2 separate regions of the Anas platyrhynchos genome follow, and region 1 is linked to region 2. Evidence: chromatin contacts called from public Hi-C data. All regions are on one chromosome and are shown on one strand. The core of a region is the stretch at or near the end of the contact, and the rest is flanking DNA. Distances in the headings are between cores, read along the strand shown.

Region 1 (6,021 bases), core at 1,232-3,731, 100 kb before region 2:
CGAGATGATACTGTAAGGATGATCTGTTCCTGGTGTCTGCTTGTTCTGAGGTGATGGAAGAAGCTTCCATGCCTGCCATTGGACACAAACACTGGACACCTCATTCAGTGCACAGAGTTACACTTGAATACACCAGCAGGAGCTTGAAACTTTAAAAAAATAGTATTTCCTTAGCTTTACCCATACAGTCTAAAGTAGCTAATGTTGAGACAAGATGCAAAGGCACCTATTTACAATGCCAGGACACTGCAGGAGCTGAAATAGGACAATGCAAGCCAAGTAACAAGGTTTTGTGTGACTGAGCAGGATTACACCAATTATTTGCAGCTTGTTGTCAGGAAAAAAAATAATTTAGGCTACAGTTATAGGAGCCAGGAGGTAAAGACACTGGGATTTTTACTGCACGCTACTTATGAAATCATGATTGAAGTTAATGAGGCAAATTCCTCTCCAAGCTGTTAATTACTGATCACCTCTGAAAGTCTTTGTGACTCACTAAAAGATTTATTTCCTCCTCTCTTTGGTGCAGTTCCGTAACGTCATTATTTGATGCTGCTAAGTGGTGGGTGCTTTAAGTATCTTCACACACTAAGGCAATGTACAGGAACTGCATTAGTGCTAAACTGGAAGGTTTGTTCCACTTTGGGAGCAGGATGCAACATGTAGGAGATGTACATAACAGTACAGGGAATGGCTCTGTGACCATCTTCCCCTCCAGGATCTGGTATCTGCCTGTATAGAAAACACGCAAGGACTGATTAGCATGTAGATGTATACACCATCTGCCACTCCTGTGCTAGCTCCACAGTAAGAACCTGTAGGTATTTAGGCACTCTGGTGCTAATGACGTGGCTTCACTGACGGGGCTACAGAACTGCTCCCAGCTACAGGCCGTACTTTGCGCTTTCTCAAGGCTATGCCAGCCACCTCCTTGGCCCCAAAATGCCTTGCTGAGGTCTCATTTTTTAAGCCTGATTTTATATAAGCCTGTGCAGTATTTTTCACTTCCATACACAACCCGTTCCTCTTGTTTCTGATAGCTCATAATCATGCCAAGTTCTCCATCACCAAGTCTTAGGACCTCACATTAGGTCCTATTAGGATTTAGGACAATGATACTTACATGGGCCTGAGCGTGTTTTCCCTCTAACAGTTGTAGGGTCTGTGGGCACGGAGGGCTGAGTGGCCAGCTCTCTGCACGCACCAGAGATCTGCCATTCAAGACCAACAGAGGGCAGAGGTGTCACACGATGCCTTGCACATCTTACCTCACTTAGCACTCACAGAAAGCAGTCTGCAATAGAGACGTTTCAGTGCTCACAGCTCTGTTTTTCTTCTGCCAAACAAAACTCAGAAATCCTTCCTGGACTCGCATCTATCCCCCTAAGGTTCTGCTCAGAATTCTGATTTGGTCTGTGGCAGAAATCAATCCTTAGCTTGCTAGTGTTTGATTTGTGAGTTTACAGGCTGCATTTTCTATAAAATGCCTTCAAAGAGAAAAAAAAGTTTGGGACTTTCTTTTGTTCCTTTATGTTGCTGCACACAAGACAGGAGTTCCATGAGGAGGCGGTCCCAGAAATGGATCAGAGCAGTATGGAGCACAGGCCATGCATTTGAGGAGTGTGGATCTATCAGGAAATTTTACGAGAAGGTCTTGCAGGGTGTCATCATTAGTTATCAGTCAGCTCTTTTGATAGATGGAAGTGACAGACAGCTTGTCTTTCAAGCAAGCCTTGAAAATGCAGCTCATCTGTGATACACAGAGTAGAATAGAAAGGGCTGAGATGTTTGTGTGCTGTTCTGGCTGAACACAAGTGATAGAAGTTTGCATAGACTGGGACCGAACCCTTTCTCCTCATAATTTTGCAAGGCTGAGGGTCTCAACATCTGACAGACTATGGGGATGACATACAGGTTTTGTAGCTCCAATACAGATGTTGAGTCCAACCCTTTTATGGGCCCCATGAAGCAGATCAGGGCTAGGCCACGATCTAGGACTGGGATGCCAAACAGTGAAAAACTTCCCAGTAAGCCAACACGTAGAAATGATAGGAGGGGATGCAGGTATGGACAAGCTGCAGTGGGACAAATTTGGCTTGGTCTTGGTCACACATTCCCTGCCCACGCAGATCCTCTGTGTACTGTACAAAAGCAGAGGACTAAATATTGATGCTTACCTGCCACTGCTGGCAGGTAAGGCAGTCCCAGCATTGGGAGAAAGGGCTAAGAAAAGATCAAGGGTGAAAGAGAAATTGCATGAGGATCAATAACCTTGGTGCTGGAAGAAATAATGATAACACATCAAAAGAGATGTCATGTCTTCGGAAGACAAAGAAAGGCTGCACGAAGGAACTAATCAGTGGCTGATATGCAGTCCTAAAGGAGAGGGAGCGCTGACCGCTGACGTGCAAGCACCGCAGGGAACCAGCGGGCAGGCGGCAGCCAGTGAAACCCACGTCAGGCACACAGCATCTGCAGGGAGCAGAGGCACTGAGAGGGCAGCAGGCCAAGCAAGAGGCAAGAACAAGGAAACGAGCAGCCGTGGGTCTGAGTGGGTCACCAGCACAGCTTCAGCACAGGGGGGCGGCTAGAAGCTGGAGAGATGGATAAACTGAGAGCTCAGTAATCTGGGAGACTTCGACGCGAGGGCCCAAGCAGAGAAGAGCGAGTGTGGGAGTGATTTTGGTCGTGTTACAAGCAACTGATCTATCCTGTGTGCAGCAAGGTGAACAACAAGGAGTAGCCAAATTATTAAGGGAGATGAGGGACTGCTAAACAAACAGAGTAAGCATAATAAAGGCGCATGCTGGGGACAATGAGCAAACTAAGATTACTTTCTAGAGATTTGTGGGCCATGTTATGCTAAATGTTAAAAGGTACGTGTTTTCTGAGCAAAGATGGTTGGAGACAGACCTATAGCTTGGAGGGTAGAGAAAGCACAGGGCACGTGGAAGGTACTTTCTGCAACCAGCAGTTTGCTGCAGCCAGGCAGATCAGAGCTCATGTTCCTTCACCAAGGCCGATGTTTTGCCATGGCTAGAAAGTTAAACTGCCTGATTGTCATGAAGCAATTGAGGACTCTGTTTCCTGGAGGGTAAGCTACAACCACTTTCATTTTATGGACATTGTTTACAGTCCCATATTACTCCTTTCACTAGTTAAAGTTAGATAGGGTTGCCTAATTGACGGATTTTGCCCCTAGTTTCAAGAGGAAACAATTCGTTCACATTTTTAGACACAATTACAAACTACTTGTGCTCATTTGGGGCATCTTGCTTGACACACTTTAAAAAGGAGTAATGGCAGGTACTGTCCTGACTAGCAGGAACTTTAAGGCGCCCTGACTTGGACACCTCAGATCACTCGATGCCGGCCGGGGCTTGTAGCTGTAAGAGAACCTGTCTAATTGGAGGCAACTGTGCCTGCCCACACGAACAAATGGGGTACTTCTGGCACAAGGTGACAGCTGGGTACTGCTTCTATGCTCACACCCTCCAAATGTTGGGGCACAGTGGCTCAAACAAGCAAAAAGCTCGTCAAATGCCCTTGCACATCCAACCTCCTGCTGCTGAACGTTCCCAGCAATACTGACACAACAATGCTGTTTGCTTCACATGGGAGGCTCCGTCTCCTGAGGTATCAAACCACATTTTGTCCTCCTCGGTTACAGATGTCTGTCCCTCCCCAGTATTGATTACCGGGGGGTCTGAAGGGGCGTGCTGGTTCCAAAAGCCCAGGTGCAGTCAAAAGGTGATGCTGCTAAGGTGCTTTCCCAGCCAAACGCAGCAGCGGCACTGAGGTCTCTGTGGTGTATTTTTGGAATGGAAGCTGCTTGCAAATGGCTTTATTTTTGTGTTAACAAGCAATTGCTGCTTGGTATATCTATGGCTGGTAATTTATGTTAAACACGATATTTCCATCTTACTGCAGTGGAAATGTAAAGATTCTTGCATGGATTTTGCTGGTATTCAAGACTGAACAGGCCTTATTTTCACTGCCAAAATCTTGCAAGATCAGCCACGTTGGGACAGGGACTTTGGAGAAAAAAAGAAAGAAAAAGATAAAAAGATAAGAATTGAACATGCAGACATCCAGTCCCTGACTCAGTCAGGTTTTAGTAGGGACACTAGGGACAGCGTAGGATGGCTTTTATATTATTTATTTTTTCTTTCGTCACTGTAAAAAGTAGTGTGTAAGATGGTTATAATTTAAAATCATATAATGTTTAATGGATTTCTGGGATTAGTTCTGCAGTAATCCCAAAGTATGTTTTGATCTAACATCAAATCAATGACAGGGTGGAGGGAGATTGGGTCAAATTTTGTTCTCAGTTACATTGGTCTAAATAGACATGAAAGGGATTACACAGCAATAAAAGTGAGCTGAATTTGCTCACTTTAGTGAAGCTAATGCTTTTTCTCCTTGCTTCTCAAATTACTGCCTGGTTAGTTAAAAGGAGAAGTGTTCAAAAATTGATCACAGAGGTGCTGGGGATGAAGCAACGTTTTAAAAATTAATGCATATTTCTCATTTCCTAATGATCTCTACCTGTAACTTTAACCAGTCCTAGTTGGTGAGGAGTGTGATATGGTTCTGTGTAACTGACATCCTAAACTATTGGAATTTCAGCCATACTTAAAAAAAAAAAAGTATGCTTTTGTGGTCTTTAGTTATGACACGCATTAAGTCACCTGCTTGTGCGTTGGATTCTTTTAAGGCTTGAAACTCCATTGAGAAAGCAGTGAGTTTGGTAAGCTGAAGGTATTAAAAAGAGATCAATAAAATGTTCCAGTTTGCACCAGCTCCCTGACCTAAAGGCTTAACACCTCTGCAGAATGAGCCTAGTGCTTTCCTCTACCACGCATTGCATGTATGCAGCTCAGCCCCACTCCCTCGATGGTAATCCCAGCAGACCACAGACCACATCTAGATGTTCCTCCCAGCAGTGGGGCCTGCCCGAGCCTGCCTTGTCCTTGTCCTGGTTACCTGTGCTCTGCATGCTTCTGGGAAAAAGGGGAAAACAACTCCTTGAAGCACAAAGGCTTCAATGAAGAAAGCCCCTCAAAAGAGGAGGAACAACCCAAAACCAGCCCCCATTCCCCTCCCTGCTTAGCTCTTCTGTCACACTGGTCAGGGACACCCCCACCCACCCCACTCTGCAAAAGAGGAAGGGGAGCCTGCCCGTCAGCTGGGTCACCCCGAAGGAGCCCAACAGCCCCGTTCACAGGTGCCTGTGTTTGTGCTGGCCATCCATGCTCCAGTGGAGACGGCTCCCTAACTCGTGACCAGCCAGTCCCATGGAGACCCACTGCCACCAGCTACACGGGGCTCTGTTTCTGTTTCTTTTCTTCCCCTTCTTTAAGCAGCAGTTGCCACACTTGGTGGCACTTGGTGACCTCCAGTTGGGGATGGTCTGTAGGTAACAGCAGGACAGCTGCAGAGCTATGCCAGAGCTCGGTCCCCTGGGTCTAGGCCTAGTACTTTAATCCCAGTGCCAGCCTTCTGCTCTAGCTCTGAGTAATGCTTGTGCAAAGAAAGGAGGGTGAATGCGGAGGGGACAAGGGAGGACGACTCATCATCATTTCTGCTACTGTCAAGTTTTATTTCGCCTTTTTCTGAGGCTGCTGTTTTCCATCCACATACAGACATGGCCCATAGCTCAACTGATGACTGGTGTCTACTGGCTCCATTAAAAAAATGAGTGCTGAGACATTCTGCTGTATGGCAACGTGATAAGCTCTAACAGGGTTGGGGGAGGAGCTGTCCCTTAGCAGCCAGAATGAGAACAGCAAGTCTGGGCCGGGACCTTCCCTTCTGCAAGTCCCCTGCATGCTCCTAATCCTCTCATCAGCGATTACACTCTACTGATTAGCGATGTAAGGGGTAACGATTATTACCGAACGCAAAAAATAATACTTGGCATTTACATAGTGCTATTCAACTGCAAAGTGCTTTACATAATTAACTATGCTGGATTGCCTCCACTGCACCACTGCAATAGTCTGTTCCAAAATAGTTTTG
Region 2 (5,733 bases), core at 784-3,283:
TGGTTTCTCAGGCAGCTACGAGCAGAGAGAGAATGCCTGGCATGTGTTAATCCTTATCAGGGGAGGACAGATTGAAATGTGTTTGTTTATAACACTGTTAATGTTTGCTAATATATTTTAATAAGCAGGTAAGAAGAAGAGGCTCTCAAAATAACTGGTTTTCCTTTGATGGAAAGAGGAGGAGAGGATCTAAATTAAAATATGTTTTCATACACAGAAAATAACAGAGTGTGAAGAGTTGCGATATTTTTCTATGAGTAACACCTATAGAAGCAGACTGGTTTATGTTGTTAGTCTTGTTGCTTTTTTGTGTGTGTGTTTCTGTGGAGTTTTCTCACTCACCTGTCCTAATCTACAGCATAATCACTATGAGGTTGCACCCCTAATCAGGACACAAGGAGCATTAATGTGCAAAAGAAGTTGATACAGAGCAGATAAAATCTGGAGGGCGTGCACAGCATTTGTTTTTGACATATATTTTACATCTCTCTCATTATACTTAAGCACACATTGACAACGACATTCATGCTTACATATATGTTTAGGCTGTCCCGATTCATCCCTAAAGAAATGAAGATCAATGCTTCAGCGAAAAGTAAGCTCTATTCTAAGATTTGCAAGGATGGTCTTTTGTTCTTTGCACAGTTATGAAAGGTCTCAAGCTGCAGATTGATTTTCTTGGCTCTATAGATCAGTTTCTTACCTGTCTGGAAGTGGAGATAGCTGGTATGTTGATTAATGAATGGAAAGTTTCTCTAATCACGCTACTGTTTCTCTAAGCACTTCCCTGTGTTCCCCACTGATAATCCCAAAAGCTCACCTCAGTGAATCATAAATGGTGTCACAATACTGATGCTGCACTCACAGGACTCTCTCTCTCTTCCACTAGAGATTAAGGAGCACCAATCGTAAAGTCAGTTTGGAAACCAACATCCAGGCTAGTTCCCAGTTCTGCAGGACACAGACGAAAGCAGAAGCTAGCCCAGAAATGGTACTGAGGATCTACCAAGAACTGCATGGAATAAGTAACTGCTATAAGCCAGTACTGTTGATTTCAGTATTTTGAGCTTCTGCCTTTTTGTTGAATTGCAACCATAAAGACAATCACCATAAAATTTATTAGAGCAGTTACCAGCCACATAGTCTTCTGTGTACACACTGGAGATTCAGAATGGATCTGACAGCAGTGGCTGTTTCTGCCTGAGGGTTGCTACAAGCACCAGGATTACGACACTGTGTAATGCCCAGCGCCGATTACTGCACGACAGAGAGAGCTCTTTTACCACGCATGGAATATTTTACACAGTCATGGCTGAGAAAGTTACTTTGCATTTCACGATAAATATGAAGCAAATAGCACTTGGAGAATCTGCCAAGATAAAGTCGCACGAGCTGAGGCAGCCGTTTTGAAAGAGTCACCTGCAAATAGAGGCTGAGACTTATCATTCGGCTGGTACACGATCCCTCGGTCTTCTGGAAATGCAGATTAGAACTAAGGAAGAAGCAGCGGTGTACGAAACAGACACATTTATGTTATGGCAGACATTGTTCTACCATTCCCACAAAGCCAGTATAATCTCATACGAGCTATCATATTTTATTGTACTTGACATGATACTGCTGCTGAAGTGCCTTCCAAAGTAAAGCACATTTGTAATTTAGGATGTTCCATAAGTCGGACTGTGTGCAAACAACGAACTAGGTCAGGGCCATCAGAGTCAGACTGAACAACACACCCAATGCACTGCCTGCCCTATTCTTTTGAAATTAAATATTTATTTAACTGAAGGATGATAGAGAGTTGCTTTCCTTTGATCTTATTTGGAACATAGCGAAGCCACACAATGAAGACATAACAAAGGGATGCCAGAGTAAATTGATATATCCTGGAACACAAAAATCTATGGCCTTAAAATTTGATTTTTACAAGGTCGATAGACCTTGCCCTCTTCCTCTGCCCACTTGATTTTTTGGAGGTAACCCACATTTATTTTAGCCAGACGCTCTGATGCTCTGCACTACGCACACAGTTATAGCACAGGGCATGTAGATATACACACACCGACATACACATGTGTGGCATACCTTCACTCTAGAAAAATTCAGTCATGCTGAGCCCCATGCTGTCACAGCTGATTGCAGCCAGTACCTAAGTTAACTAATAAGAAGCCTACCAGCGTACTACATCGTTTCTGTACAGTAAAAGCAGCCTTAGCACAAAGGCCTGTGTACAAAGTTACCTCTTTCTTGAATCAAAGTCCTGAGTAAATGATAAGTTTATTTTCTAAGCTAAATTCAGAAGGGCTGTGAACAACCATTTCAATAAAGATGAACTGGAACAGCTCAGGTTCACTTAATGTTTAAGGTTTTTTCTAAGCAGAGAACCAAGAGTGTGAACCAGCAGCTACCAAAGTTAAATTTACAACAGTTTTGGCAGGGACTGAGTGTAAGAGAGGCAGTTCTGGTATCTCACAAGAATTCTGATGCATTTCAAGGTTAGTCTTCAGCTACAGTCCCTTCTCCTTTGACCCATACTCCATTTAGGTACTGTAGGCAGCTCCCCTTCTCCATCAGTGACCCAGAAAAGTAGGCAAACAGGTCACACATAAGGAAGAGCTGGAGGAACTAATAGTTTAGAAGAGAGATGACTCAAGGGGAACACAATCACATTCTATAAATATCTTCAAGGCAACAACATAAATGTATAAATGAAAGGAGGGAATTGCTGTCTCAGAAGTTGGTAGGTAAGCTGGCAGTGTTAAGTTAAGGAGAATAACAGAAAAATGAATAGCATCTCCAGGGAAGCTGGGCAGGAACCATTACTGTAAATATTCAGGAACGGGTAAAATCAGCTACTAGCAGGAAAGCTGCATAGAGCAGACGTGCAAGATCCCTGGAGCTAGATTAGAGGATTCTGAAGTGTCTTTTCTGGTGGCTCCTTTTGATATCCCTGACATTACAGTAAGCCCTAGACAAAGAAAGGATCCCATTCACCAAACTAAAAGTGGCTGCTAAAACTACAATTATCTGCAAGCAGGTGTTTCATTGACTCAGCACCTGTCATCCGCTGCCTAACAGTGCTAGCTTTCAAGATGTGCTAATAGTGAAGGTACTGCAACATTGACACAAATTCATAGTTGCTAATTATACTATTAATAACATCGAACCTATCTGCTGCTGATCTTATTGATATATATATAGCAATATTAATTCCATCAGGCGTCAGCAGTGATGTTGAATGACACTGTGTACAGTAATCTCCCTGAATGACTCATTTGGATCACAGAGAAATATTACCTCCTTGCACAGCTGCACCCGGACTGCCTGAGGCATTAATGGCACAAATGTCTTTATTTCCTGTCAAACAAATAGTCAGGGAAGTGTGGTGACATATTTCTATTAAATTAAAAGAAAAAGAAGAAAGAAAACCCTTCAACATGTGAAAGCTAGGACTGCAAAGCCAGATAATAACAGGTTGCCTGTCGCACTTGAGGTCTCTCTCCAGCGCACGTGCATTGGGATGCACTGCCAAAAACTCTTTCCGTAGGAATTCTGGCTCACTTAGTGACTCTGTAGTCACCTGGCAGTTCTACTCAACCTCCACACTCAGTGTGCTGCACTGCATCTGACTCTTGCACACCCCTGAAAACCCAGTGCTGACTGCACCACCCCTCCAGGTCTTCGTAATACTAACTAGCAGCAGCAAAGTTCACATTTTGTCTCAATATTATTACAATATTTGGCACTCATACGATCTTTTTTTTGGCAGACACGAAGGGAAAGCTAGCAGCAAGTAAAGCCGAAATAGCTAAAACTCTACATTTAATCAACAAACTTGAGATCCCCAGAGTGTGCTTTTCCAAAGTATTTATCATTTTTATGGCCCCCTGTACACGCAGAGCACAGATCCAAGCGGTTGCACTTGCAGCTGGGAATGCTCAGCATTTATGCAAATCTGGCTTAGGCTACATCCCACCAAGTACCCGCATCATTAGGAACGTGCTAACTGTGGCTCTGAACACTTTGGCATTGCACAGCCTCATCCATCGCCTCTCAGCAATCCCTGGCCTCGTTCACCGCAGAGTTTGCAAACAGGGTAAGGGCTCTGCGGAGATCAGGCCCATCCCCTGCTCAGTGCTGCAACTTTCCCCATGTCCTGCGTGAGGAAGGCTCTGTGGAACAAAACAGAACCGTGAGCACCTCGTTAGAGTCTGTATCAAAGTGCCTGAGCACAAGGAGATGAATTAAGACTGCAGAGGCAACCAGCCAGAATTCCCACGGCTACTACACAGAAGGGCTTTACCTATTATGTTCTTAATGGCTGACACTGTTAAACAAACAAACAAACACTATCCTAGGTAATAATTCAAAAACCATCCTCTCTAGATTTACAAATGTCCTATTGTACAGTTTCCTGCAAACTGTTAGAAACCCAGAAACCACGGATTTCATGGCAGACACGTGCATGAGTGGTTTAGCAAAAACTATATAATGCCTCCTCTTCCCTGCTTAAAAATTCAGAGTTGAGTATCAAGTGGTTTAATCACACCCTGCTTTACTCCAGCCTGTGACCATCCTGTCCCGGTATCACATAATGAAGAGATCAAAAAATTCTTATCACAGAATTTTTTTGCTCAATATTTGCGTTAAATTTGGCAAACCACATCTCTGCTTCATCGCTGGTTCCAACCATGTGTTATCATTGCAGAAACAATGCTCACAGTTTTCACTAAGTCAATTTGAGGAGTGATTAGCTTTCCTATCTGCTAAACCTTTAAATATTTGATTTGCAAATGGGTATGACTATTTCATCCCAACTATTTCCACCATTATTTCATGTAGTTTTGATCAAGTTACAGATACACTCTGAAGGCAGCCTTCCCAAGTGGATGTGAGCGCGGTTTCTCTTCATGCTTTGGGACTTAATGTGCGTTTCTTTCTATTTCTAACCTTATTACCTGGAAGAAACACAGAGCAACCAGTTAAAGCCTGACCTAAACCAGCTGCTAGGGAGCCGTGCTGCAGGCACAGCGGGGAGCAGGATGCTCTCCTGGCCCCATTCTCGCGTGTCTTTCCAGCTCTGTCTCTCCACGCCTCCCTTCACTCTCGAGCTCAGCACAGACCTTCCTCCCACAGCACCAGCTCTGACCCATAGAAACGGTCATCACTGAACACGACTAACACCCTCTGGGAAGCTCATGCACGTGTGAACAGCAAATACTACCTCTGTCTCATGAAAGACTGTCTGCAGAAACAGCGACTGAGAGAAGGATTCAGTGGTTTTAGCAGAGAGCCATTAGACAACAACCGCTGAGAGCAGCAAACAAGCAAAAAGGGCAACTTCTCGCTACAGAGGCTCACGACCCTGAGAAGCAATTCCTGTCTTCCAGTGCTGGGAGGATCATTATTACAGCGGTGCATTCAGTTCTGCTCTACAGCTACCACGGTGGTTGTGGCCACCTGAAAGCAAGTGCCAAAGAGGATCATAAAAGTGTCCTAGGAGCTGAAAAGCTCATCCTGATAATGTAAGAACTAAGGAGCTTTTGATGTATTTAGGATATTGAACACTGTGAAACACTGTTTTCATAGAGCAGAGATCTGATAGCGCAGCCTTTCTAATCCTGCTGATAATGGCAGAGCAAGATTCATGGACTGCAAGTTAAAGTTAGTCGGATTTAACCTTGAAACAGGGTACGATTTGTAGGTAAAAGTGTAATTAATTATTAAAACTGA

Evidence for each region. Hi-C and Micro-C count contacts between places; a contact is called where the count stands out from the background.
Region 1: a Hi-C map of small yellow follicle shows a contact between it and region 2, with 2.5 times the contacts expected there. The contact joins two enhancer-like sites. A contact is called at or near these places in 2 of 8 Hi-C or Micro-C datasets (F5 follicle and small yellow follicle).

Annotation. Positions count from the first base shown.
Region 1 is chr5:46,750,496-46,756,516 of IASCAAS_PekinDuck_T2T, reverse strand. The region is part of intron 6 of TSPAN4 (tetraspanin 4); the gene reads right to left. Among named protein-coding and RNA genes, the nearest start is that of CHID1, 130 kb to the left of the region's middle. Within about 2 kb of position 2,481, at least 3 of the 8 cell types and tissues checked have an H3K27ac peak or open chromatin away from gene starts, as enhancers often do. A contact at or near this core is called in F5 follicle and small yellow follicle, where this site is marked.
Region 2 is chr5:46,649,996-46,655,728 of IASCAAS_PekinDuck_T2T, reverse strand. All of the region lies in intron 3 of TSPAN4 (tetraspanin 4), which reads right to left. Among named protein-coding and RNA genes, the nearest start is that of CHID1, 230 kb to the left of the region's middle. Within about 2 kb of position 2,033, at least 3 of the 8 cell types and tissues checked have an H3K27ac peak or open chromatin away from gene starts, as enhancers often do. A contact at or near this core is called in F5 follicle and small yellow follicle, where this site is marked.